Linked DNA regions of Mus musculus: all the other regions are linked to region 1. A link is a contact called in public promoter capture Hi-C data. All regions are on one chromosome and are shown on one strand. The core of a region is the stretch at or near the end of the contact, and the rest is flanking DNA. Distances in the headings are between cores, read along the strand shown. Region 1 holds the start of Scn3b (sodium channel, voltage-gated, type III, beta). Region 2 holds the start of Robo4 (roundabout guidance receptor 4). Region 3 holds the start of Robo3 (roundabout guidance receptor 3). Region 4 holds the start of Nrgn (neurogranin). Region 5 holds the start of Spa17 (sperm autoantigenic protein 17).

Evidence for each region. Promoter capture Hi-C pulls out the DNA fragments that hold promoters and counts their contacts.
Region 2: a promoter capture Hi-C map of hippocampal neurons shows a contact between it and region 1, with 9 times the contacts expected there. The contact joins the promoter of Robo4 here to the promoter of Scn3b in region 1. A contact is called at or near these places in 2 of 39 promoter capture datasets (hippocampal neurons and stem cell-derived epiblast-like cells).
Region 3: a promoter capture Hi-C map of hippocampal neurons shows a contact between it and region 1, with 12 times the contacts expected there. The contact joins the promoter of Robo3 here to the promoter of Scn3b in region 1. A contact is called at or near these places in 2 of 39 promoter capture datasets (cranial neural crest and hippocampal neurons).
Region 4: a promoter capture Hi-C map of hippocampal neurons shows a contact between it and region 1, with 8 times the contacts expected there. The contact joins the promoter of Nrgn here to the promoter of Scn3b in region 1. A contact is called at or near these places in 2 of 39 promoter capture datasets (hippocampal neurons and stem cell-derived epiblast-like cells).
Region 5: a contact with region 1 is called in a promoter capture Hi-C map of hippocampal neurons, with 7 times the contacts expected there. The contact joins the promoter of Spa17 here to the promoter of Scn3b in region 1. A contact is called at or near these places in 2 of 39 promoter capture datasets (cranial neural crest and hippocampal neurons).

Annotation. Positions count from the first base shown.
Region 1 is chr9:40,266,396-40,271,542 of GRCm38.p6, reverse strand. Scn3b (sodium channel, voltage-gated, type III, beta) reads right to left here and starts at 2,327. Exons shown (of 7, transcript NM_001083917.1): 1 at 1,941-2,327; 2 at 1,496-1,575. The coding sequence starts at 1,550.
Region 2 is chr9:37,398,809-37,403,955 of GRCm38.p6, reverse strand. It overlaps Robo4 (roundabout guidance receptor 4), which reads right to left and starts at 1,984. Exons shown (of 18, transcript NM_001309390.2): 1 at 1,805-1,984; 2 at 1,069-1,401; 3 at 647-804; 4 at 393-513. The coding sequence starts at 1,874.
Region 3 is chr9:37,430,114-37,435,260 of GRCm38.p6, reverse strand. Robo3 (roundabout guidance receptor 3) reads left to right here and starts at 2,086. Exons shown (of 28, transcript NM_001164767.1): 1 at 2,086-2,419. The coding sequence starts at 2,260.
Region 4 is chr9:37,549,777-37,554,923 of GRCm38.p6, reverse strand. Nrgn (neurogranin) reads left to right here and starts at 2,179. Exons shown (of 4, transcript NM_022029.2): 1 at 2,179-2,387. The coding sequence starts at 2,373.
Region 5 is chr9:37,611,611-37,616,757 of GRCm38.p6, reverse strand. Spa17 (sperm autoantigenic protein 17) reads left to right here and starts at 3,038. Exons shown (of 5, transcript NM_011449.2): 1 at 3,038-3,202; 2 at 4,740-4,922. The coding sequence starts at 4,769. Siae (sialic acid acetylesterase) reads right to left here and starts at 2,937. Exons shown (of 10, transcript NM_011734.4): 1 at 2,832-2,937. The coding sequence starts at 2,898.

The DNA.
Region 1 (5,147 bases), core at 1,078-3,577:
TTCAAGACAAATGAGCTCCTTGGCAGCCCCTATGTCAGCTTCATCTCCAAGTCTCCTGTAGGCTACAGGGAATGGGTTGTGGTGAGTCTGCCCTTGGGGTTGGCATCATTCTCTTCCTTTTCTTTCCTGTTCTTGTTTCACTAGGCATTTTGTTCAACAGGAAACTTGGTTCCTTCCTCTTCTGGTCACGTGCAAAATCTAAATAATACATTCAGCTACAGTTAGTATCCAAGGCTTGACAAAGTGATATTCAGGCAAGGAGGCATGCCTGCCACTGCACAGGCAGAGTGCGAGCCAAGCCCATCACAGGAACATAATCCCACGAGCCTACTTTATGTAAGGGAGGTGGGTACAATCCATTATGGTTTTGTTGATTTGAATTTAGAGGAAGGTAAGCTAAACCCATACAAACTGACTTATCAACTGAAGAGCACCTATACTTGAACCAAGGGCAGAGTCAAAGACATGAAAGCAAAACTGTTAGAAGCACACACACACACACACACACACACACACACACACACACACACACACTGTTAAGTCTCACTAGTCCATTCAGATACTCATACTGACATGCTCAGATGCATGCCTGGGCACACACTTATAAACAGAGACATACATTAACATACTGTAAAACACTGTGTGTGTCACACACTCACATATTAGCACTTAGATGTTCAATTCCCTTAGCACACATTCAGGTATCCAATTGTGAGCTATGCTTGAAGCTGTTTAGCCCAGCATTATTGTCACAAGTCCCTTATTTGGAGGGGCAATGTCATCTGAGTCTCTTACAACTGACAACCAAGAAAAAAACAAAAAACAAAAAAAACAAAGATCCAGAAACAAACCCAAGAACAACAAAACCAGCTTACCAAATATCAAAGCCCTTCAGTTCCTGCAAACTAAATGCATTTCTCATCTGTCTATCAGTGCACAGCAGCAAATGGCTGGAACTGCTATCCCATCCATTCTTAGTTAAAATTTAACAGATGGACAAGCTATAGTTTCTCTCTCTCAAAATTCATGCATCCAGGTTTTGTGCTTTTTTTTAAACCATAGAGAGAAATGAGTGTGCCCCCCCCCCCCACACACACATACACCAAATCATTGAGATTTTCAGGACTGACTGACTCTTCACTGAGCGATGCAAATGTAAAAAATGCAAGCAAGATTTTGAAATAATAAACGGATACATTCCTTTTCAGCAAAGGGGGAAGGGAGGAGAAAAAATAAAAATTAGGAAAGACGGGAATCAGAGAAGCATTAAAGATGGTTAGGAGGGAAAAAAAAATCAAGGCACAGGGAGCAGGGAGGTGCCTTTGCAAACCTCCAAACCCAGGTCTCTGGGAGCGCGTGTGGATCTCCATGTCTGGCAAAAATGCACAGAGAGAAACCAGAGCTCCTTTTTGTCACCATCGACATCACTTAAGTGTTGTTATTGTTAGCACGATGCGTGGTATTAGCACATTGCAAGGCAGGGTGCTGTACTTACCCCAGTAGATGAGCACTAGAGAAGCTAGGGGAAGCAATCTGTTGAAGGCAGGCATCTTTTCTCGTAAGTGGTTTCTGGAACTGAACAGAGAGGATCTCTGTCAAGGACTGAGCCCTCTGATTCTTTCGAGGAAACCTTCAGGGATTAACTGCCCCTAAGGGAGCGGACCTTCTGAGTGGGAGGAGGAAGAAAAAGGTCAAGTCCCCTTCCTAGGGGGTCTGCGGGATCTGGAGCCCAGTGTAGGTGTCAGCTGAAGCCACCTCGCTAAAGCGAGCCTCGGGGCTTGGCTCAGCACCACGGACAGTAGCCTTCCCGCCCACCCCACTCTTGGAATTCCAACCCTCTCCTCTGCTTGCGTTTGCAACCAAAGCAAAGTGGACTGGGAAGGGAGTCTCGCAGCCGGCGCGGGGATGCTGGCCTGTGGAAGGAGTCAGTGTTGATTCACCTCTCGCCTCCCCTAGGGACAGCGACTTCGATCCACCGAGACTCAGAATCTCGGGCTTCTACGGCGGGGCAGGCTTCTCCAGCTGGGCGTGTCCCCACTCCAGCCGTCGTCTGGGCTACAGAATGTGTTCCACTTCAGTCTTGTACACAGCAGCCCCGGGCTCCCATGAGGTCCACCAGGCGTGGAAAGAGGCGGGAGCTTCGGTGGGACTGGCGATCTCAGAGGTGGAGGCTGGGTAGAGGGGGGGACCCCCTTCCGCGGGGCGCGTCTCTGGATCCTGCGAAGCCCCGATGCTGGGCGATTGGGTGATCAAGCCGCCCCTCTCCAGGGCCACCCCCTAGCTGAATGTGTTGCTAGCCTTGACATGCGCAGGCAGCTCTCTGCCGCTTTGGTCGCTATGGACCCTCCCCCTTGGACACATATTCCCCACCCCTAAACCCACGTGCCCCTCCCAGGGCTGGCGCGTTGAGAAGAGGGGGAGGAGCGCAAACACCCTCCGACCGCGGTGGCTTCTTGTCTGGCTAGCTGGCTGTCACCTCGGTTTTCTACTGTCTGGGTTTCTCTCTGAGTTATGGACACACACATAGCTTCCACCTATTTACCCACCCCCTCCAGGCAACCCCACTCCTGCTGCCTCCCAAATACACTTGCCCACAGCTCTGGGGAATGGAGGGACACATCTCTTTGAAGCAATGATGTCATCTATAATAGTTACAGTACCAGCTAGCTCCTGGCTGGCTTCTCTTCGCCCTCTACTTTATCCCCCCCCCCCTTCTTGCCTCCCCAGCCTTTGAATTGCCTTGATTAATGGGTTCCCACACAAGGGACACAGCAAGGCAATTTCTGCTTGTAGCAAATAGGGTAGGGTGTGGCACACCTGTCCCTACCTCAGTGCTCAGTCTAGTTCCAAATGCGAGCTTCGGATAAGCTTTAGGGTAGGGATAAGGAAGGATGATTTCTCGTTTCCCAAGTTATCTGAGGTGCCCCACCTTCCCCAACCATTTGTAGGCAGATAGACGATGTGATGTTGAGACGGTTTCCAACTCTTAGACGCTCCGAGTCCTAGCAGCTGCTGAGCATCCCCGCCCTATTTCTGGAAGGGAAACCTGAACCTTTACACTCAGTTATAAACTCGAATTGACTTAACGGATTAGGCATGCCTGGAATCGAAGGGAAGGCTTAATGGTGAAAGACTGGTACAAAAGTCTGGCTCCTGCCCAGGCCCTTTTCTCCTGTTCTCTAGCCAAAAAGGGGTGGGGGTCGGGGGGGGGGGCATAACAGTGATATTCCTAAAGGGAATGCGGAGTAACAGCTGACGGTAAATGAACTATACACAGGAAATGCTCCCTGCTAAATGTCACATACACAGTCACAGAAGGTCCTCAGTCAGGTTTCTTCCCGGGCCGAGAGCCACGGGGTCGTAAAACGCCATCTTGTGTTGAGGATCAGCCTTTGAGGTTCTCAAAATCTGCAACATCTTTCACAACTCAGGAATCAGTGAGGCGCTTTCCTGACGAGTGTGCTGGAACTCTCTTGTGTGACAGCTGGCTCTTCACAGCTTAACCGCCCCCCGCCCCCCCCTTCTGACGCGTAAGGAAGTTCTTTGTACTCATTTGACTTCTATACCCATTCCTCCCCAAGCTGCATTAATCGTTCTTGATACATTTTCCTCAATAAAGAAGTCATTTCCTCCATGACCCATCGCAAGAACTTTTTGTTTGGAACTAAACTTCTCCAGTGTACAATAGTTTCTAGCCAACCCCAATCTCTGACTACCCTGGCTACTTTTTTCACTCATCAACATGATTCTCTGACATTATGAATAGGAGCTAGTCCTTTTTGTGTGGTCTGAGCAGAACAAATCTGATGGAATCAGAAGAAAATTGCTCAAGAGGAAAAATATATTCAAACACCGCATGTCCTTCACAATGGGCTTGCGTTCGGTTAAAATCGGAAGTTTGTTTGTTTGTTTGTTCAGTTTACCTGACTTGCTGCAGTCATTTTGTATGTGTGCATAGAATCTGGAAAGCTGTATCATGAAACTTTGAGCTTACTGTTGGGTATGATTCGTTCCAGGCAGCACACTCTGTCAATAGTTCTGTTCAATTTCAATTCAGTCATGAAATATAACTTTCTGCTTAAATTTGGCATAAAAAAAATCACTTAATCTATACACAGTTTTTAGCAAGCAAACAGATAAAAGCAAAACACAGAGCAGGACTACTGTCATGCTCTCGAGGCCTCACTCAAGCTTAAATGGATTTTTTTTCAGAAGTCATAGAGGCCAAACATGTTTTCCTACTAACGCATATACAGCATGATACATTAAAAAATTACAATCAAAGGCAGGTGAGAGTAATTAGATTTATATCACAGAACCAATACATCACGATTAAAGTATGATTATAATTTGTTTTGTGTATTTATGTGTGTGTGTGTTTGTCTGTGTGTCTGTGTGTCTGTGTGTGTGTGGGCAGAGGAGTGTGTTCCAGAATGTGTATGGAGGTCAGAAGACAATGTGTGTAGTTGACCATGTCAGTCCTGTATATAGAACTCAAGTCATTAAGCTTGGTGCAAGAACCCTTGCTCCAAAACCCATCACCTCACCAGCCCCGTTCTGAGGATTTATTAGCAGAATTTGAAATGTTCCCTTGGTAAGTTCTGAGGTTTTGGAAAGTGTATCTGCTTCAAGTTCTCACAAACCATTTCACCAGCTCCTTATATGTGCAGAGGATGGCCTTGTCGGGCATCAATGGGAGAAGAGGCCCTTCGTCCTTTGAAGGCTTGATGCCCCAGTGTAGGGTAATTCAAGGGCAGGGAAGTGAGAGTGGGTGTGTGGGTGGGAGCACACTGTCATAGAAGCAGGGGGAGGGGGGATGGGATAGGGGGTTTTGGGAGGGGGGAACTGGGAAAGAGGATAAGATTTGAAATGTAAATAAAGAAAACAGCCAATAAAAAAGAAAAACAAAAACAAAAAGAAAACCCAGAGCACTTGTTCTCGCTGTTCTGTTGTTCCCTCTGGCAGGAGCTTTCTGCCATACTTATAAGTACGTTAAGTTTCTTGAAGTCCATCTGGTCTGTGCCGGGATGTGTTTTTAAATTTGAATTTTATTTTATGTATATGGGTGTTTTGCTCGTGTGTACATATGTGCACGGTGTACATGCAGTGCCTGCGGAAGCCAGAAGTGGAGATCAGATCCCTTGGAA
Region 2 (5,147 bases), core at 735-3,234, 2.9 Mb after region 1:
GACCCCAAACTCCATACCTGGTGACCACACTAACTGGAGTCTCCTACCTTACCTTGAACTTTGAGTGTGGGGTTAAGTGCGTGTTTATATGCATGTATGTGAGTAAGCGTTGACAACAGAGTCTTCCCTTATTATTGATCTCTATCTTATTTTTTGAGACAAGGTCTTTCACTGAACTTGGAACTCACTGTGTAGACTAGACTGTCTGGTTAGCTTCTGGGATTCACCTGTCTGTTCTCCACATCGGCACTGGGATGATCGACATTCACTGTCACACTCTGCTTTTATATGAGTGCTGGAGAACTTGACTCTTCACGTATGTGAAGCCAGCACCTTACCCACAGAGTTCTCTCCTGAGCCCTTATTAGATTGTAGATGACTCCTGTCCTTACCCTGGATAGACACCCTGGCTGCTCGGCTCTCCCGTTGCCCAGCATTGTTGGTGGCCATACACATATAGGTCCCCGAGTCATTCTTCTCTGCTCTTGACACCATCAGGGAATCCCCAGATACCTGTCAGGTTCAGATACTCCATGAAGTCTTCAATTTGAGAAGCTTAGAGGTTGGAGGGTGGGTCAGTTGCTCAATGTGCCCAGGACAGGATGATGTATGGGCAAAGGAGTTCCCAGGATTGGGGTTCACTCACTGTGCGCCTCCCTGGCTGGAGGACCAGGGGTTTCCCGTCTTTCCACCATGAGACCGAGGGTTTTGGGTAGCCCCAGGGAGGACCACACTCAAGAACCAAGCTCTCTCCCACCACGGCCACTGTGTCCCGAGGTTGGATCTGGAAGTCCTCCTGGAGGACTATTGGGAAGTCAGCAAATCAGCAGGAAGCACGTCTACCCACCCTGAGTCCTTCTAACATCCTAACATGGATGGCTTATCCGAACATGCTTACCCAATTCTGCTCTACCACTTCCTTGCCCCTCTATCTCTAGTTTAACCTAGTTCTCCATCCCAAGACCCTCAGTCCCTGCCTCCCTTCACAGACAGACTCTCGTATTTCCCTGGACACAAGCATCTCAGCCTAACTCTGCTTCCCCCTGGGCCTACCCTCCCAAGCCTCACCAGCCACAGACAGCCTAGCACCCCGGCTCACTGCTGTGCCCAGCCGGTTGCTGGCCTCACATGTGTAGACACCCAGGATTGCTGAGAGGATGTTCTGGTCATCTTGTGGCCGTCCCTGGACAGAGGGCCGATGTAACAGGAGGGTCCCATCCGGCAAAAGGTAATGTAGGTCTGGGGTGGCCATGCTGAGGGGCTGCCCATTCAGCAGCCAGCGGATAGTGGGAGGTGGTTGGCCGGATGATCTGCACCTCATCTTGGCTGGGCCAGAGCCCTGAAGTAGCTGGTCCTGGGGGTGAACTAGGATCTGGGGTGGAGAATCCAGAGCCTCACCTCCTAAGAGGGAAAGAGAGACTCCTGTACTGCACCCCTTCTATGTCTTGTGTAGGAATCTGTAGTCTTGTGTAGGCTTATCTTACTGAACATTTATTTCCAAATAAGAAGCTAACTAGGAGGGGAGAAGGTCTGAGTCCATAGGTCAAGATCTGCATAGCTCTTTCTCTGTTGCACGCACACACACACACACACACACTCTCTCTCTCTCTCTCTCTCTCTCTCTCTCTCTCTCTCTCTCTCTCTCTCTCTCAACCCCCATCTTTGTCTCTGATACTTCACTGCTAACTAGAAGAAAGGCACCAGACAACAGAGATGCTCCTTTGTCCTGCTGGCTTTGGATCCAGACCGTGGATCCTGCCATGAATCCAGGAGCGTGGGTTAGGAGAGGGAGGGCCCTACTCACCCATGATGAAAAGCAGCAGCAGAGGCAGAGGCCACTCCGTCCCCAGGAGGCCCGTTCCTCCAGAGCCCATGGCTGCTCTCGGCTCCTCTCCTTGTCCCATACACTTTTGTCCGGTTGTTCTGAGCTCACAGCAGTAAGGGAAGAAAGGGAGGGGTGGGGTGGTGGTAGTTGTTTGTGACTGAGACTCTGTCCCAGTAGGGAAGCAGCTTTGAGGAAACGGATGCTTCCTGCCTGGCCCTCATGCCTTAGAGAACTGGGAGGGGACCAGAGGTGAGAAACTCTCTGACCTCTACACTTCAGCTGTAATCCCCGGGATGCTAACTGCAGGCTAAGGGTTTACTTCATGTCTGAGTTAGGGTTTCTTAAATGAAATCCTCACACTGATCCCAATTGTACCCATACAATCTGCCAACTCCACAGCTCTGTTCAAAGCATATGTTTAATCTTGGTCTCTATCGGCTTTTTCCCATTAGCCAGCCACCTAATAGAGGAGGAGGAAGACCAGAGGTTGAGCCTCAGACATAGGAGTAAGGAGCTGAAGATAGAGTCCAAAGGGCTTACAGGCCAAGAAAGCAAGGGGCACATGGGGGTCAGGAGGTAGCAAGTGTCTATCTCTGGTCCAATCCCCAGGAGCAGGTAGACTGAGTCTTGGGAGGCTAGAAAGTAGGAATGACTCAGAACCTTAAGCTTTGAAAACCCATGGACTAGCTGGGCAGTGGTGGCACACGCCTTTAATCCCAGCACTTGGGAGGCAGAGGCAGGCGGATTTCTGAGTTCAAGGCCAGCCTGGTCTACAGAGTGAGGTCCAGGACAGCCAGGGCTACACAGAGAAACCCTGTCTCAAAAAAGAAAAGAAGAAAAGAAAAAGAAAACCCATGGACTATGTACGCATTTTCATCAAAAGATTTGGAAATGATGTCTGTGGGCTCTTGGGCAGATTCCTTCATCCTCAAAGCCAGTTTTCATACCTGTAAAATGGGGATATTAATAATAGACACCACCTTCAGATCCAGAGTAAAACTGGAATGAGATTAGGCATGAGATAGACTAGGTATGGACACAGGGGTATCACCTGTGTTTTTGTGCACATCCCACCACTGAAACTCTCTGAAGCATCATCAGTGGGATGGGTTCTAGGATTGGGGAAGATGGTCGTAATGAAGCCTTCCAAGGCTGGCCTGGTCTGACACCTGTCTTCTATGGCTACATAGCACACAACCTACACAACAACTAAGCTGACTGTATTGGCTCCTCCCTGAAACCCAGAGAGACTGCCTTCTCCTCAGAGCCCAGCTCCTGTTTACCAGTCTCTTCCTTCCAAATCTGGAATCTCAGCCATTTCCTAGAGCTGTTCACAGAAGGCCAAGGCCAGGCTCTGAGCTTCAGCGGAAAAGCGTGCAGGCTTTGTTCTTCATTGTTCTGGCCAGCTTGTCTGGAGGCCCCTAACACAGCTGACCCTTCTCCCTTCCTCCCCCTCCCTGTTGGGTTTCAGGAACAGCATCAGCCCTAACCACTGGACTTCTGTGCTTCATCTCTTTCTGTCTCCTGAGACAAACTAAGACTGATTAAGACAGGATTAATGGGGGAAAAAAAAAAACCTTAAAAACACTACAGTCTTTACAAACTGAGTGAGTCTGTGGGCTACAGAATAGAAGTGAATAGAGTGACTATAAAAAGAAGGGTGGAAATTGGTGTCAGGCTAGACTTTGGGATTTTAGGAATGGAAGCACTTGGTGGCACATGGCTGAAATCCTAGCATACAGAGGATCATGAATTTGGTCTAGTCCAGGCTGGACCCTGTCTCAAACAAAACAAAACGAACCAAAACAAAACAAAAACAACAACAACAAAAAAAAATAAAGCAAAGCAAAAATGGAAGCACGAAGGGTGTTGTTAGCCAAGTCTGTGCCTTCTTCTGTGTGGAGGGTGTATGATGTCAGATGGGTGAAAGGGACATTTATATGGCTGAAGTCAGCCAAAGACGAGACAGGAAAGGGTGGGCAGGCAGTTTCAATGAACCTGGGATTTCCCAGGTACACAGGGTCCAAGAATGGCCAAGTTCCACAAGAATGCTATTGCTGACAACAGTCCCTTTTCAGTCTCTTTTGCTTCTACTTATGAGAATTCAGCAAGTTCTCAGCTAGTGTTCCAACACCAACTTGATTTTATTCAGTTTCTATGATCCAGAAAGATGGTATATATTTTCCTCAAAAGAAAACACTTGTCGGTCTCAAAGGAGCCCAGATTCATCCCCCCAGCTTCTTGCTCAGCTGAGTAGAAAGAGCAGCAGAGCAGACAGGCAGGGAGTAGGGGGTGGTGTAACATAGGACTGGAACCCAGAGTCCATGGCAATGGGAGAGTACCTGTGACTACATGTCCTGTCCCATACTTAAAGTTCAATATTCTGAAGAGCCACCTGCTGAGAACTGAAGCCGACCAGAAGGAGGAACATCGACTGTGAACCATTGCTACAGGACATGAAGCCTCCAAATGCATCCAGGCAAACTCAGGGATACACATTCATTTCCAGTACTACGATTGTCTCATTTCCACAGGCTAAGGAAGAGCCTACCACATGAGTCATGGGGGGGGGGGTGTGGGTGCATGGGAGCCACCTCCTGTCTGTTTCTATTTCGGGGAAGTTTTCTACTTTAGGGGTCTGGTGACATGCAAGCCCCGTGGCCGTTTAAATTGTACCTTTCTGCACCCCTGGTTCTAGTATTTTGTGAGTAGTTTATTTTTGGCTGTTTGCAAGAGAGAGAAGAGAGGAAAAGAACCAGGTACCCTTCTGGGTGGTCCTTCAGAGCAAATTTCTCTTTAAGTCAGGATCCTTGCTTCTCTGGATTCCTGTAGCATGTTTTATGCAGCTGAGGATTCCTCTCCAAGCTATCAGGGTCAAAAGGCAAACTTAGGTGGTATTTGAAGCCAGATGCAGATAAGTGTCTATTCTTCTGAACAAGTGACCTGAAATAAGTTGTGTAACCCCTCTGAGGTCATTTCTTCACCTATGAAACATCCTGAGGGCTATGGAGATGATCAGAGGGAACACTGTGAATCATTCCTGCAGGACATGGAAACTCCAAATGCATGCAGGCAAACTCGGGGATACACATTCATTTCCAGCACTCCGACTGTCTTATTTCCACAGGCTAAGGAAGAGCCCACCACATGACTCATGGGCATTTAAGTTTTGTTTTGTTTTGTTTTTTTAAAACCCATATGTATTAATTGACCCTTAAATGTCCTTGGTATTGTTAACCCTGAGATTTGCCAGAGAAAAACCAAGCCCACCATTTTAGCCAAATTTAAGGCAAGCTCTATTAAATACTAAATACTGACTGAA
Region 3 (5,147 bases), core at 837-3,336, 2.8 Mb after region 1:
GGGATTAGGAGGAAGCGGTGCCCACGGGCTGCGCTGCCGCCTCCGCTTAGGGAACCCAGAGCAAATACTCCCTGATCCCCACATAAAGGGCCAATTAACTGTGCGGTCTCCAGAAACAAATCCGCTAACAGGGTGACAAGCCCCTAGACGCCAGGCGGGGGTGTGTTTGCCCAGAGGCCGGCCGGGAGCAAATCAAGGGATTAGCATAGGGCAAAATCTGCATGGTTAGGGGGTTTCCAGCCTTTCCAGCTCCAAAGCAGGGCCATGAAGTTAAGTTTCTGCCTTGCTTGGCCTTCTAATGTGATGGAACCCGCAAGACCGACCAGCAGAAGGCCAAGCAAACGGTCCTTAAGATTCTGAGGATCAGACCAGATGAACTAGTCCTCTTCATCCTTAACTCTGAAGGGATTGGTCTCAAATGGTGATGTCTTCTGATTGGCAAATTCAGCACACACACCCCTTCCTTACCTCTCCGGCTGAAAGTGGTCTAGCACTACAGCAAGCCCCTGGATGAGGGTCTGATGTAAAAAACTTCTATCTCTTTAGTGCCCTAGCCTACCCCATTCTCAAGATCTGCCCAGGTTTTGTCTTCGGTGGATGCACCAGGGACCCAGTTCAGCACCCACAGATGTGTCAGCTCCCAGGGCTCTAAGTCCCGTGGGATTGTTGAGCCCCATCAGCCCTCACCATTTAGTTCATCCCACCTTGAGCTCTCTGGTCCTGGACCGAGGACTCCGAAGCACTAAATGCCCCCAGAATTCCGTGGGCAGGACACTGGATTGTAGAGACAAACTGGTTGGTGGGGCCATGTTCCTCTACTCTTGACCTGCTTTTGGTTTGGAATCTGCCACAGCTTCATCTTCCACCCTGGAATTGAGTAGCATATAGCGCTCTGAGCTGTCTTCCTGTGCAGGTGTCCCCTTACATATCAGAAGCAGCCGCTGCACGATTACATAGCCTAAGAGCAATCCAAACACTTACTTGTCCACAGAACCTACAGGATGGGAAAGCCACGGTCTCTTGCTCCACATTCAACATCATTTCCAGTCTAGAGAAAGTGTGTGCAGGAGAGGGGCAAAAGCAAAGATGGTTGGCTGCAACATCTCCAAGGCTAAAATAACCCCTATTCGAGACAGAACCGGGGCTTTGGTTTTCCTGTTGCACACCCCACCCCACCTCACCCCGACCGGGAGGATAAACAGCTGTTATCTGGTTCCAGCAGTTTCACACAATTTGGCATTCACCCGGTCTGTGACACTTTGCTTCCTTTGTTCTAGACTTTTGGTCTCTTCAAAACTGTCAAACAACTTCCTAAAACACGTCATAGTGGAGCAATGCACTATGCTAATAGGTGCGTGCTGCCTGGATTCTCGGGGTCTCCTCCAATTTTACTCAGTTCTGAGCACCCGGCAGGATTTCCTGACGGGGCGGGGGGGGGGGCGCATCTGGAGCAGGACTCCAGGTCAAGTTGGATCTCTGTATCCCTGTGGGTTCCTAGTGGCAAGCCACAGGATTAGGAGGAATCGGACGCGCACGTGGGGCGAGAGGTGATCCAGCGGTGGAATTCTCTTCTTCCCCTCCACCCCCACTCCCAGGTATCCTAGCACCCTGCGCTCACGTTTCCAGGACCCAGAATTTGAAAGGCACTGGAAGCTGGGACATTGAGAGCTCAACAGTGTCTGCTCTCCCAATGCCTCAGTTTCCCTGACGTCCGAGAAAGGAAATAATTCCTGCTATAATTTTAGAAAGAAGGGCTGAGTCTGACAGAGGCTCAGTCCGCGTCTTGGGGGAGAGAGAGAGAGAGAGAGAGAGAGAGAGAGAGAGAGAGAGAGAGAGAGAGAGAGAGAGAGAGAGAGACTCTCCCGCCAGGTTCAGAGCAACATTTGATGAGAGGAGTGTGGGGCGGGGACTCTAACTTGCGCGCGGCCCTGTTAGTGGCCATCCTGGTGGAGGTGGGGATATGGAGGAAGGCGGATTAAGCCCTTAATTACGGCGTGATCCGAGTGGCACCTGCTTTCCGCCCGCCCAGCTCCCAGGGGATTCTGGCACTGGGGGGGGGGGGGGTGGAGAGAAGAACCAGCGAAGGAGGACAGCCCGCGCAGAGGCACGGCCGGTACCCAGGCACGCCTGCAGGACAGCGGCATCGTGGCTGCCGCAGCGCGCAAAGGCTGTGGAGGGGCTTACGGCTCCCGGCCCGCGGGTCCCAGACCCAAGGGCTGGGCTCCGAGGCCCCTGCCCAAGACCCAGGCGGGCTGCGCTATGCTGCGCTACCTGCTTAAAACACTACTACAGATGAACTTGTTCGCGGACTCCCTGGCCAGGGACATCTCCAACTCCAGCGAGCTACTCTTCGGCTTCAACTCCTCGCTGGCAGCGCTCAACCCTAGTCTGCTTCCTCCTGGAGATCCCTCTCTCAATGGTGAGACTGTTCGATGGGGACCTTAGATTTGGAGATCGGGATGAGAGGGCTGCTTGGAAGGGAAGACGGAAGGTCTCCTTTTCCAGGACCCAGGGGCGCCTGTCAGGGCCCTCCTGGGAAGTGGGGTCCCAAAGGAGCGTCTGAGTTGGTGTATTTGCCTGTGGTGGAGGGCTGCTGAGCCCCTTTCTCCTCATCTCTCCTACTATCCACCTACCACACCCACCCCAGGTGGGAGAAATGTAAAGGGCAAGTTCCAAGCTAAGAAGGAAGGTTAGACCAGGGCACGATGTCGCCAGTCGGCCAAGGCTAAACCGGGCACTAGGTGATCCACCCAAGTAGCAGATGCCACTTCCAGGACCTAAAGTTTTCAAAAACCTCACTCAGAGCAAGGGTGGGAAAGCCCCCAACTTTGTAGGTGTTTTTACGCGGAGGGTCAAAGTCAGCAATCTTCTCAAGGAAACTTAGTATTAAGTTTGTATCCCCAGTGAGACTCACAGCTGACCCAGCCTGGCAGAGCGATGGCGAGGTCGTTACTGCTAATTACAGTGATTAATAAATAACTTGAGACAGCGCTGCCCCCCCTGAGCGCTGCAGGCAGTCTGGAGAGAGGCCTGATCGCGCTCCCTGCTGGCTACGTCAGGAACTCTCCCTCTGGAAGCCTCTGCCCAACTTAGGCTAGGGCCCCGGACTCTGGACATGGTCCACCTTTGCAGTCTCTAAAAGATGAAAGGATTCTCTCTCTCTCTCTCTCTCTCTCTCTCTCTCTCTCTCTCTCTCTCTCTCTCTCGTTCTCTCTCTCTCTCCCCCCCCCCCCCGTACTCAGGTGCAAGGGAGGAGCCCCAGAGCCCTATTTGCATGGCCATTAGCTATTCATTAGGCTGCTGTCGAAGCATCTCTGGAGACCAGGAATGACAGGGAAGAAATTCCAGGGAAAGAGAGCCCTCGGCTGTGTCTGCAGGAATTAGAGGGAAAGCGTGGATCAGAAGGGTGTTGTGTGGAAGGAGTTTGAAGAGGGCTGAGATTCTCCAGTCTTGCCACCTTTGAGGAGTCCCAAGAGACCAAGCAGTTATTTTCTCGGATTTTTTACTCACCTAGAGCTTTATACCAGACATCTATCTTTTCATTTAAGCTTGAAAAGTCAGGGAGGGACGATGGTTGTTGGTCACTACACACTGCCACTAGGGAAAACAAAACAAAAAAACAGCTATGGAGGATAAAGAATAGGGCAGTGACCACAAAAGCATAGAGCAAGATCTTGGCAGCAGGGAACTTAAAGTGTATTTTTATCACATATGAGAGGTTTTTGAAGTGGAGATGGGATGGGTTTAGAAATACTAGAGCCTAAAGTCTCATTCAGGTAGAGACTGTAGGAACCACATTAAAGTGCTGGAGAAGAAAGGATATTAAGTAATGGTAAACTTGTCATAGCTACTGTTGTGCCTTGCATCTTTTTGGGGGTTTTGAACTCCCACATTGCAGATAAGGAAGTGAAATTTAGAGACCTGAACCTTTTTGTTTTTTGAGACCTAGCCTAACTATGTAACTTAGACGCCTCCACACCCAGAGCAGTGGGCTTACAGGCATGGGCCACCAACGGGCTGCAGTTAAATAAGATGTCCAGCTTACTAACTCTGGGAAGTGTCAAATCTGAGATTCTAGCTCAGAGCATTTCGAAGCCAAAACCTGGGCTCTAACCATTCCAGGGGCCTCTCTCAGTGGAGTGTTTCCAAAACAGGATTGGGATGGGACGGAGGAAAGAGATGCTTGAGCAGCAGACATCCTTCCATCTATCTGGAAGGGAAAAGACTGAGAAGTTTATTCTCTTCCATACGTGGGAGAGAAACTGATTTTACACTGAGCAATCAAATCAACGACCAGGGTGGAGCCTGCACCCGCCACGCCCCAGCATTCTCTATACCAGAACTCTTAAAAGGAAGGGCAAGAAACGAAACCTAATCCCCCACTGGGCCTAGAACCAAGAGGTCTCTGAGGATATTGGAACAGGGTAGGCGGGGTGGGGGCGAGAGAGAGCCGCAGAACAGATGCGCCCAAGAGTCACTGGTTATTTAAGGACACCAGATTGTGCAAGGCTTCAGCGCCGCCTACTGGCAGAAGCGAATAGGTCTGACTGAGAGCTCAGTATTTAACTCTTCTGCATAGGCGAGAATGAGGATACATGGAGGCATGGGAACATTTGTGGGTGAGGATGACACCTGGGTCCCAAACCTGAGGCAGGAGATGACCCAGCTTCAGGAAGGAGGTCTGTAGGACAAGAGAAAGACAGGGGCGGAATGTACAGAGAAATAGTTTCAAGAGAGCTAGGGAGGAAAGGAATTTCTTGATTTTTAAAACTGTACCTTTCAGGAAAAGCAGCGCCACTCAAATTTCCACTTCCACCATATTTAATTTCTGTGACTTCACAGGATTCCTGGAAATAGGGGGGGAAAAAACCGTGATTGCCTGGGGCTTCATAGCATTCAAATTAAGAACTTTTCTAGTCTTAGCCCCAGCCCTTAACACCTTTTTTTATACGAAGAATCCAGGACAATTAATTTTGTCCATTTCATCTGTGGGAGCAGAGATCATCAGAGATGAATAATCTAGTGTCTGCTACGGTACGGTATGCATGGTTGGTTGCTCACTGAGGAAGACTTATATGCGATCCAGTGTGTGTGAATGCAAATCAACTTGCTAGGGTACAGGTTCCTCACCAAAGCATGCTCAGTCA
Region 4 (5,147 bases), core at 930-3,429, 2.7 Mb after region 1:
AGCTCGGAGCCCCAAGCTGGCTAATCATGTTCCCAACCTGAGTGGACACTGGTATATCCCTCCCACTCATTCTCCCTTTAACAAGGAAAGCCATGACCTAGACACTCAGTGGAATAGAAGCATTCAACAGTCCTAGTGTGGCTGGCCTGTGACAGTGGGATCCATTGCAGCTTGGCTGTTTGAGGTCCCTTGTCCTGTTCAGAGACACCAGGCATTTCTTCCTCTCTACTCTAAGCAGTAATTTTTTTCCCTGTCCCTCCTTGGAGAACTTAGCTGAGGAGGACTTGAGTTTTCTCAAAGGGATCCCAACCACCTGGGTATCATGTGATACAGTCAGCTATACTACCCTGACAGGCTAGGAGGTATCATGTGATACAGTCAGCTATACTACCCTGACAGGCTAGGAGGTATCATGTGACACAGTCAGCTATACTACCCTGACAGGCTAGGAGGTTTAGAGACCACAAAAAGGTCAAGCTACATACCCCAGATGTTCCTTTCCATATCTCTGCTTTCCAGCCTCTCTCTAAACCACATCCTGCCCCAGCATGGGCCCAAAGGGCCAAAACCAGTGATAACCGCAACACTGCTTGGTTTGACAGCATCCTTTTTCTTCCAAAGAGCAAGTGTGAGGGTGGCTAACTTTTGTCTTATTTTGAAGCGGTGAATCAAAAGGTTAGGAAGTCTAGTGTGAGGAGTGGGATGGGTGGGTGTGCTAAGTCTGTACCAGGATATAAATACATTCAAAGTGGGTGCTGGGTGTACGTGATTTTATTTGGTGCAGATGGATGGAAGGATAGATAGATGGATAAGTAGACAGATAGATCACAGGTCATGGAGAGATACAAAATAGATACTTGGTCGGTGATGATGGAAGACACTTAGAACTAGTCAAAATACTGAGAATTAGAGGCTATTGGATGCCAAGTCATAGAGAGGACACATATATACCAATACTTCCAAGGCTCAGGAAACATCATGGAAGAAGGGGTAGGAAGAATTTAAGAACCAGAAGAAGGGGGGTGAGGTATGGAATGATGATTTCCAGTCATGACTTGGCTATTGAGTTAACAACAGCTGGATCACCTGCACAAGATCTCCACAAGAGTGGGCCCATTAACACTCTATCATGGAAAGAGGAGGGGCTTATGAGGTACCACCCCACCCTGAAGATTTATACACAATTAATAGTTGGTGAGGTAGGGAGAGACATTTACTTTAGGGGTGCAGTCACTAGTACAGTGCCTACAATGCTGTAAAGAAGCCCTTGCCCGTGCTCCTATAAACAACACTAACAAAATTCAATGGGTTCCTTCTCGACACCCCCCCATTCCAAAAAAAAAGACATGGCAATAAAAGGGATACTTGTGGAAAGAGTAGGGGTTATCAGGAGTGGGAAGGGGCAAAAGAGGGTAACCAGGTGAACATGGTTTAAAGGGCACAAGTAGGTCACAATGGAATCAATTAATACGTAGAATCAACGTGTGACAATACAGTGTTCTTGCTAAAAATTTTAAAAAGAAAACACTTAGTGCAGACATTGCCAGCAGTGAGAATGCAGGTATTTTTGTCTATGTGCTAACTAACAGGAGGTCTACCGTTTACCTGTGCTTCACAGGGTGTGTGGACACGGCCCTGTGGAGTTGTTTTTGCCTATTGTGTCTGCAGTGTCTGTATGTGGGAAGATACACCACACCACCCCGCCTGGGAGTATGTATGGATGCATGAGGCTTGGAGCGTCTATGTCACTATGTGCCCATCATGTAGGCTGTCTACCATCAGGTTTCTCTGTAACTAGAGTGAGGAGGGCATCTCTGCAGAGAGGGGAAATAGAGGGAGTAATGTTTGGGACTCTAGAACAGGGAGGTGGGTGAGGTTCGTGGTTTTCTATCTATGGGCGGTAGGGCGTGCTGCACCCAGATGTGTATTTGTGCCCTGGATGTTGGAGGCCTTGTGCTTACTCCGACGTACATCTGCCTGGCAGTCTGCGACTTAGAAAGCGGGGGGGGGGGTGAATTTGGGAGATGGGGTGTGTAGGAGGAATGGATGGAAGTGTGTAGGTGGAGAGGTTGGAGCACCAAAGCGAGCGAGGCGGAGAGAGTCGAGAGAAGGAGTGGTCCTCGCTCCAGTTCTCCCCGCCCACCCTGCAGAAAGTGTCTTCTGATTGGCTTCGAGGCCGCAGGGCTCAGGTTACATTCGCAAGAGTTGCGGAGCGCGGGAGACCGGACCCAAGAGGAGAGAGGCTGGTTCTGCAAGGATTCTGCGCTGGTCGGGGAGTGCCCGACAGCCCCTGAGCTGCCACCCAGCATCGTACAAACCCACCCCCGCTCTGCGCCAGGCTCCACCCCAGCCAAGGACCCTCAACACCGGCAATGGACTGCTGCACGGTAAGTCCATACTTGAACTCAGCGTGTTCTGGGGCAAGGGGCACACGAGAACCCCTGGGGGGTGAGTGAGGGATGGAAGTGGGTGCGGAAGACCTAGGAACAATGTGGGAAAGAATGGTGCTGAAATATTGTATTGGATGATGGAAGGCGCCTGCCTGATCTGAGCCAAGCCCTGGGGAAAATGCTCCCCAGCTCGCGGGGGCGTCTGAGCGCCCATGGGCCAGACAATCTAGGTTGTATCTGGATCTGAGCAGAGCTTTCATGCAGGAAAGCTGCTGCTTAGACGAGAGGTGGAACTTCCCCCACGGAGACACAGGAAAGTTGCTGGTGTGCTAGTCCTTTCCCTTGGTATTTTTTGGCCCCCAAACGATTTCCTATCCCACTGCTGCTGTCGCGGACTGTGGCAAGATCTTCACGACCCTCAGATGATCGTCTAAGCCCTTATGTGGCGAAGTCGGGGAGAATCCACCCTGGTCTTGGTGGTGATGGGCAGGAAAGAACCTAGTCAGTGTGGTTCTGGGGTGGAGCTGGTTCAGCCCCCAAAACCTTCTCCTTTGGAAGGTGCTGGGTGAGTGACCGTGAGAGGGCCCTGTGGGCAAGGGGAGGAAGTGTCTATCAGCGCCTACACGGAAACTGGATGCTGCAAGTGCCTAACGCCAAAGCAGATCTTGTTAAGGGCTCTTGTATGAAGGCATCCAGCACTGGTCCTGGCTCCTAGCTGGCTAAAGGAGTTGAGTGACCCATACCTATATAAAACGTGTTTGCTTATTCTTAGCCTCCGATCTAAGGAAAGAGACGACTCCAAATTCCTAGTGTTTTCTTTCTGTCACTCTGGCTAAAGACTCCAGAGGTTACTTAACGACAGCAGGAACCCCACCTTTCTCCCACAATGTGCAAAATAAATAAGTTTGGAAGGGAGGAATAGCCCATATCTTTGAGAGGTGACACTTCCCAATGCCCAGTGTCCAAGACGCAGTGAGAACTTAGGGGCAAGCCATTGCTGACATTTTAACTCTTGTTAAATAAATAACAGCTGCCAGAGTGCCTGATCACCCCAGGTAGGTAGGTCTTTTACAGTTGTACAAATGGGGCTTAGAAATGTGATTTTTTTTCCCCAAGTAGGCACCTTTGACAAGTGTGGAGCCCTGTCCTCTCAAAAGATTGCCCTCCAATCCCTCTTTGAAGCATACTGATTTTCATTACTGTAAATGCTCATAGCAGTAAATGTATAGATCAGAAAAAATATATACATATACATATACATATACATATACATATACATATACATATACATATACATATACATATACAAGCATGCCAATCACATACAGTTCCGCCCTTTGAAGAACACTATCCAGGGCTTCTTCCAAGGAAGCGGTTTGCTATTCTCCAGGGAACAGTTTGTTTGCTTATTTGCTTATTTACTTACTTATTTTTGGTGCTGGGGATTGACTTCTGGACTTTATGCCTGCTAAATATGTACTCTGCTTCTGAGCTACACACTGAGCCCAAGAATCACTTTTTGGCTGGGAAAGGAAAGGTGTGGGTCTTCAGTCTCAATTGAGGAAGAGCCCCTCATCCCCAGCAATGTTCCATTAAGTAAAAAAATAAAAAATAAATAGATAGATGGCAGATTATGAGATATGAGTCAACAGGGGAGGAGGGTAACTGCTAGGCAAGAAAGAAAAGGCTGAGAAGCCAAGAAGGATGGGGAAAGGAATCGGGAGATGTGCCAGCAGGGAAGACATGAATGGGTGAAGACTCTAGGAAGCCTGAGAAGGATGAAGAGGGTGAGATGTGGGGCTCAGGCCTCCAACCTTGTCTCTCCTGGTTAGTGCTTATAAAAATACCCAGGAAGCCATTGGTGCATGGCAAGTAGATAGCTACACCACAGATAACTAATACTGATAGATAATGGCTGAGGGTGTGGTTAATGTGTTTGAAATCAGTGTCCCCTAGAGGAAGAGGGACTGCCAGAGGTATTGAATGTCCAGGGTCCAGGGGCACCTCCTGCACTGGGCCCTGACACAGTCTCTGTTTTTTTATGTCCCAAGTCCACTGGACCAAAGGGCCAGATAATATTCAGCATCAGTCTCATTCTGTGGAGTTGGAAGGAGGCAGAAAGAAGGAAAAGAGGGGGCAAAAAAGGGCGGAGGACTGGAAGAGGGCAGGGCTGCTACCAGGCATCCCTGCGCTGTAAAGAGAACAGTATGCCTTCCTCATCTTTTTGCTCTGGAGTTCTCTTCCATGACCATCCTACCTGATGTTTGGGAAGAATCTAGCCGTGCCTTACTTGTTCTTTTCCCCCTTGGTAAGCAAGCTTAGAGAGAAATGAGGAAGAAGAAAACATCAGTGTTCTTTTTCAAGGGGATGTTTTTAAAGGAGCTATTATTCGATGTTCCAGTGTCTGATTGACATCGCAAATGTACATGACTTTCCTGCCTTCGTCTAATAGGAAAAGAAAAAGAAATCTGTTTTGATAGCCCACTCCTTTCTCCTTTGTAGTCTCGTTGACTGTGTACCAGCTAACAGTATCGAAGTAACCACCCGCCCTGAGGCAGGGGGTAAAAGTACAAATTCTGAAGAGGACCATTTCACTGTTGTTTTGCTATGCAACCTGGGGGAGCTATAAAATGTCTCTGAGGTTGTTTCTTGACTTCTAAAATGGAGATTACATGGCATAAAATGTCCCAGGTACTCGGCACAGGGCCTGATATATAAGGGACAGCCGACAGGCATAGTTCTTAAAGCTGTTTGGAT
Region 5 (5,147 bases), core at 1,789-4,288, 2.7 Mb after region 1:
TTCAGCATCATGTGGATCCGGTAAAAGGAAGTAACATATAGTCCCTATACTAAAGAATATGAGCCCACTTAAGCCTTTTAATCTTCCAAAACCGGGTCCAGTTGCTCCAGATTAAATAAACAACATAATAAGAACAGTTTCCAACAATATGTATCACAGCAGAACATGACCATTAAGAGAAACTTAGAACCCAAGATAACAACTAATGTACATGCTCTCCTTCCTTCCCCTTCACAGTTCTTGGCCAACCCTTGCTCTAAAACTTGGCTCTAGAATTTAACATTCCTCTCTCAAGTCACTAAAATGAACCTTCCATGCACCTCACAGATGGTGATGATAAGAAAAACAAGGCACTTCCTTCCCTAACTCTCCATCACTGTGCCCACTCCTAGTAGCTCATAGGTCCTCTAATGTTGCTGTACCCATCTTTGGCTCCTCCTCTCCATCCTATCAATGCCAAACCCCTTCAAGTGTTTTCTCTTGAGGGTTTATTTTGTTGTTGATGATGATGTAATTTTGTTGATTGGTTTTGTTTGTTGCTTTTTGTCTTTGATGACCTGGTTTACCACACTTACGACTGTGAAAATGTTTCCTTTCCAGTAAGCTCAGATAAGTCAGGAGACAAAAATACGATCGTGGAGAGACAGAAGGTTAAAAATCTCTGAGAAAAAGTCTTGTCACCATTTCACAAGCAAAGAAAAGAGGAGGCACACTTGCATATTGGATTCTGTGCTAAGAATCACTAACAAGACTGAATAAGAATTCACTTTAACGAGATCTTTTCTATTTTTAACTCATAGCCTATATCGGAGAACTTTTTAAATAACAAGCATTGATCCAAATGATCCCAGTGAGCTCATAGAAATTTAAGTAGGAAAATCATAAAATCATCCCAATTTGTCTCAGCAGGGGAGAGTTTTTAAAAATCCTACAAAGAAAATATTTTACAAAATTAAGGGCTTTTTGGTTTGTTTTGGTTTGGTTGGTTTTTGGTTTTTTGTTTTTAATAAAAGTGATAGACAGGGAAGAGAATTAGAATTAACAAAGCTGACATTTTCCTTGCTGAAAGCTACAAAAGATGGCAGGCCCCTTAGGCTATACTTAACAGGGCAGTCGAGCTAATGGGGGTCCCCTCACAAGCTTGGTGGCCTATTAATACTGCTTTTTAAGTTACAGGCTAACCCTAAAAATCCTCAGTTTTCTTTCTCACTCCGGAGCTAGTTCGATCAGGAAGCCTACATGGCAATCAAGGATTATCCGGAAAGCTTAACAACCTCAAGAAGCATGTACCATGAGCAAAATACTCTGGAACCACAACATCCCAGAATTGCATAAGCAGGATGGCAGCCTGCTGGGGAAACCGGGAGGCATATGTGTGGGAGGGCCCTGTCTTGGGTAGATACAGAACAAAAGCTGAAAAGTAAACGCATAAATAAGAGCTAAGCAAAGAGAAGACTTGAGTTGGAAGAACAGAGTGAAGAAAATATTCCTTACATGGGCAACAATGTTGCAGTCCATAGGATGGGGAATGCCTTCCCAAGCCCTTCTGTGTTTGCCAACATTCAGTTATAGAAGCTCTTTGTGAATGGATTTATGGTGAGAAAAAAAAAATTTAGAGGTGGAAATTATCTTTATAATAAACGTGTTAATTGTGTTACTACCGATGAAGAGATATAACCTAACCACATTACCCATCAAGGGACTAGAGCACAAATAGATTAAGCAATTTTAAAGAATAATTAGAACAGCTATGAATTCAATGAATATCTCTTTAATGATACCTAGTACTTTACACATTGAGACTGCAACCCTGGAAGGAAAAATAATTCCAATAGTAGATAAAAATTCTTGCTGCCAAGGATCTTACAATCTACTAGGAGCTTACTCGTGTAGCAGAGTTCTTAAGAAAGAAGACAGTAATGTCCTTGACAGGCCTCAGAAGGTAGTTTATGACAGAATGAGAATCAACGTCATCTAATTCCAAAGGAATTGCAATTTCATTTTTGCTGTGAGGATAATGGTAATGGGACCACAAATTCCTAGCACTCCAGCCAAGAGCTTTATCACTGAGCTATATTCTCATCCCCCCCCCCAAATTTCATTTATTGACAGTCTATGGATGAGGTCCACTCTTTCAGTGATACAAAGAAAAGAAGGGTGGGTGGCTCCAGCAGTAACCTTTTACTTTAAGTGAATAGATTCCTATCTTTTGATATCTCCATGCAGAGGGCAATGTCCAGCTCAGGTTAGTCAGATGACAAGCTCTGACCTGCACAATGGCCAGTGTGAAATAGCTCCCTCTCCAGTGTGATGAGTCTTACCCCTCCACTAGTATCTCTTAGGCTGTATCAAAATTCAGAGCTGAACCTTAAATTATTCTGAGCTAGTGAGGGGGTTGTATTTCTTAGCCCTAATAACCACTTAGAAACTAGTAAAATTTAATTCCCTCAAGGCACCCATCCCGACAGAAGCCCTCCCCAAGGGCACTACTGAGGGGGCAGGTGTTGAAGTATTTTGGATGACTCAGACACCTGTTTCCAAATATTATCTAACTAAGCTTCGCCCCCTTCTCTTTGAGCTCTCCTCAAGGCTTCGGTCTGGGGACTCTGGAGCCTATTCCAATGGGTAAACCGAAGTCTCTCCCTGCCTCCTATGCTGCAAATGAGGTACCCTGCATGAAAAAGGCAGTAGATGGGCCCAACAGTACCTTGAGCCAGAACTAGGTGCGAAAAGTCCAGTTCTGACTCAAACCAGACCTTTAAAGGGGACGCATGCCATGATCCTGCAGAAGATCTGAAAGGCAAGGGTCCGGCACAGCTGTGACACCTCACCTGCACTTCTGCTGACTCGCGCGATTATGAGCAGCACTATCCCAAACACAGGCCCCGGGGAAACCATGTTTGTGAAGATCCTGATTAACCCGCCGAATTCAGGAAGAGCCCCTATGCGGGGGCGGGGACAGGGCAGAGGCGTGGTCTTGCGTAGTGGGCGGGGCCTGGGAGGGTCTACCTATCGGGCCCCACCCTCAAGCCTTCAGTACGCGAAACCATCAGCGGCGCGGCGCGGCGCGGCGCAGGGCGCTCCCCTCCCGGCCTCCGTAGTTAAAAAAAAAAGAAAAAAGAAAAAAGAAAAAAAAAAACGGTTACCCAGCAACGAGATAAAACACTGGAACCATCCGCACCAGCTTGAAGAGAAAGAAGAGGTGAGGCAGTTTCCCCCACTCCCTCTCCAATGTGGAGGCTTCGCCATTTTCCTTCGTGCCGTAGTCTCTCCGCATCTCCAATACTCCCGCAACTCCTGGACCAGACAGAGAGCCTGGCAAGCCCTTTCTCGGAGAATCTGGAACGCTAGGTCTTTGGCGTCCCGCCCACGGTTTGACCTGCTTCCCCTCGACAGCCTGTCCTCCCCCGCCCGGTTCAGGGCTTTACACAGCTCTCAAGATTCGATATCTAATCTGCTGTTTGTGGCCAAAAGAGAGAAAGGGAAGAGACTCCACAGGTTAGGCCTTGTTAAACCTCTAGTCCTCCAGCCTCGACCCCAACCAGCGCCGCCTTTGTGCTTCTTGGGGGAGGCAGAGGGAGCACACGCCCAGACCCGAAGCTCTCTTTTCTCAATAATCAAATCCTATGTCAGCCACCTTTAAGCCAGTCCTCGAATAATAAGATAAAAGAAGGCCTGAGAAAACCAGAAAATAAGATTCCCCAAACATCAAAAGCTGACTCCCAAATACACGACCTCCCCTTTCACAATCCCTCATCAGAAAGCAGAGGCACTTGAGAACATGCTTCAAAAGTTGGGGCTGAAAAACAAGTGAAACTATTCAACAAATTATAATAATTTCTAGAACGACTAGATTTTTGTTTGCTTGCTTGCTATTTGTTTGATTTTTGGGTTTTTGAGGCAGGGTTTCTCTGTTTAGCCCCTGGCTGTCCGGAAACTCACCCTGTAGACAAGGCTGACCTTGAACTCACAAAGACCCACCTACCCTTGCCTCCCAAGTACTGCACTTGAAATAGTTTCTTCTCAGCAATGTAAAGGGGATTGTTTATACCAGCTTCTCAGCAATCATTGTCTCTTCAATACTGTGGGCTTGCAACATCTACCCTCACCTCTTAAGGACAGAAAAACAAAGTACTTAATCTAGTGAAAACTGTGGTTCTCTAACTTTGAAAATATGTATTTGTCTAATTTAATGGATCTGGATTTATGATACTATAATTCACAAAGCATAGTGTTTATCCACCAGGCTGGCTCTAATCGCCGCACTTGGGAGACAGAGGCAGGTAGATCTCTGAGTTAGAGGGCAGCCTGGTCTACATAGTTACAGAACAGCCAGAGCTATGTTGAGAGACTCTGTCTCAGAAAACAAACAAAATAGTTCAGTGGTAGAATTCAAAACTCTAGGAGAAAAGGATAGACGTGGTGGGGTGAATTTGGTGTTCATTTATTTAGTATGTGCATGTGTATGGGCACGGCCTCCATGATGTCGTCAGCCTATGGAAGTCAGAGAACATTTTGTGAGAGTCAGTTCACTTCGGCCACAATAGGATGTGCGTGGATTTGATTCAGATCTACTGAGATAGAGAGAGCACCAGGACCTAGATTGTGTGACTTTTTTCTTTTTAAAGTCCAAAATATGGTATGTGTGTTTGAGAAATGATTTGAGTCGTGATAGTGAGTTGGTTTGTGAAACTTGTGATTATATAATTTAAATTAGGCACTTTTTACTGAATCTTTAGGTACCATATAGGCAATTCTTTCCGAGGAGATGTCGATTCCTTTCTCCAACACCCACTACCGAATTCCACAAGGATTTGGAAATCTTCTTGAAGGGCTGACACGGGAGATTCTGAGGGAGCAACCGGACAATATACCAGCTTTTGCCGCAGCGTATTTTGAGAACCTTCTAGAGAAAAGAGAGAGTAAGCTCTTTTAAAAAAAAAAATAGGAATTTTAAAATAAACTAAGCATTTCATTATGGTAAAACTTAAGATTGAGGAATATACATGTCTTCAGCCTGTGACCACCATGTACGTGCAAACACATATCTAGCACTACACACACACACACACACACACACATACACACACACACACACACACACACACGGGAGCATGAAAACATACACACATACAAAAAAGAAAAAA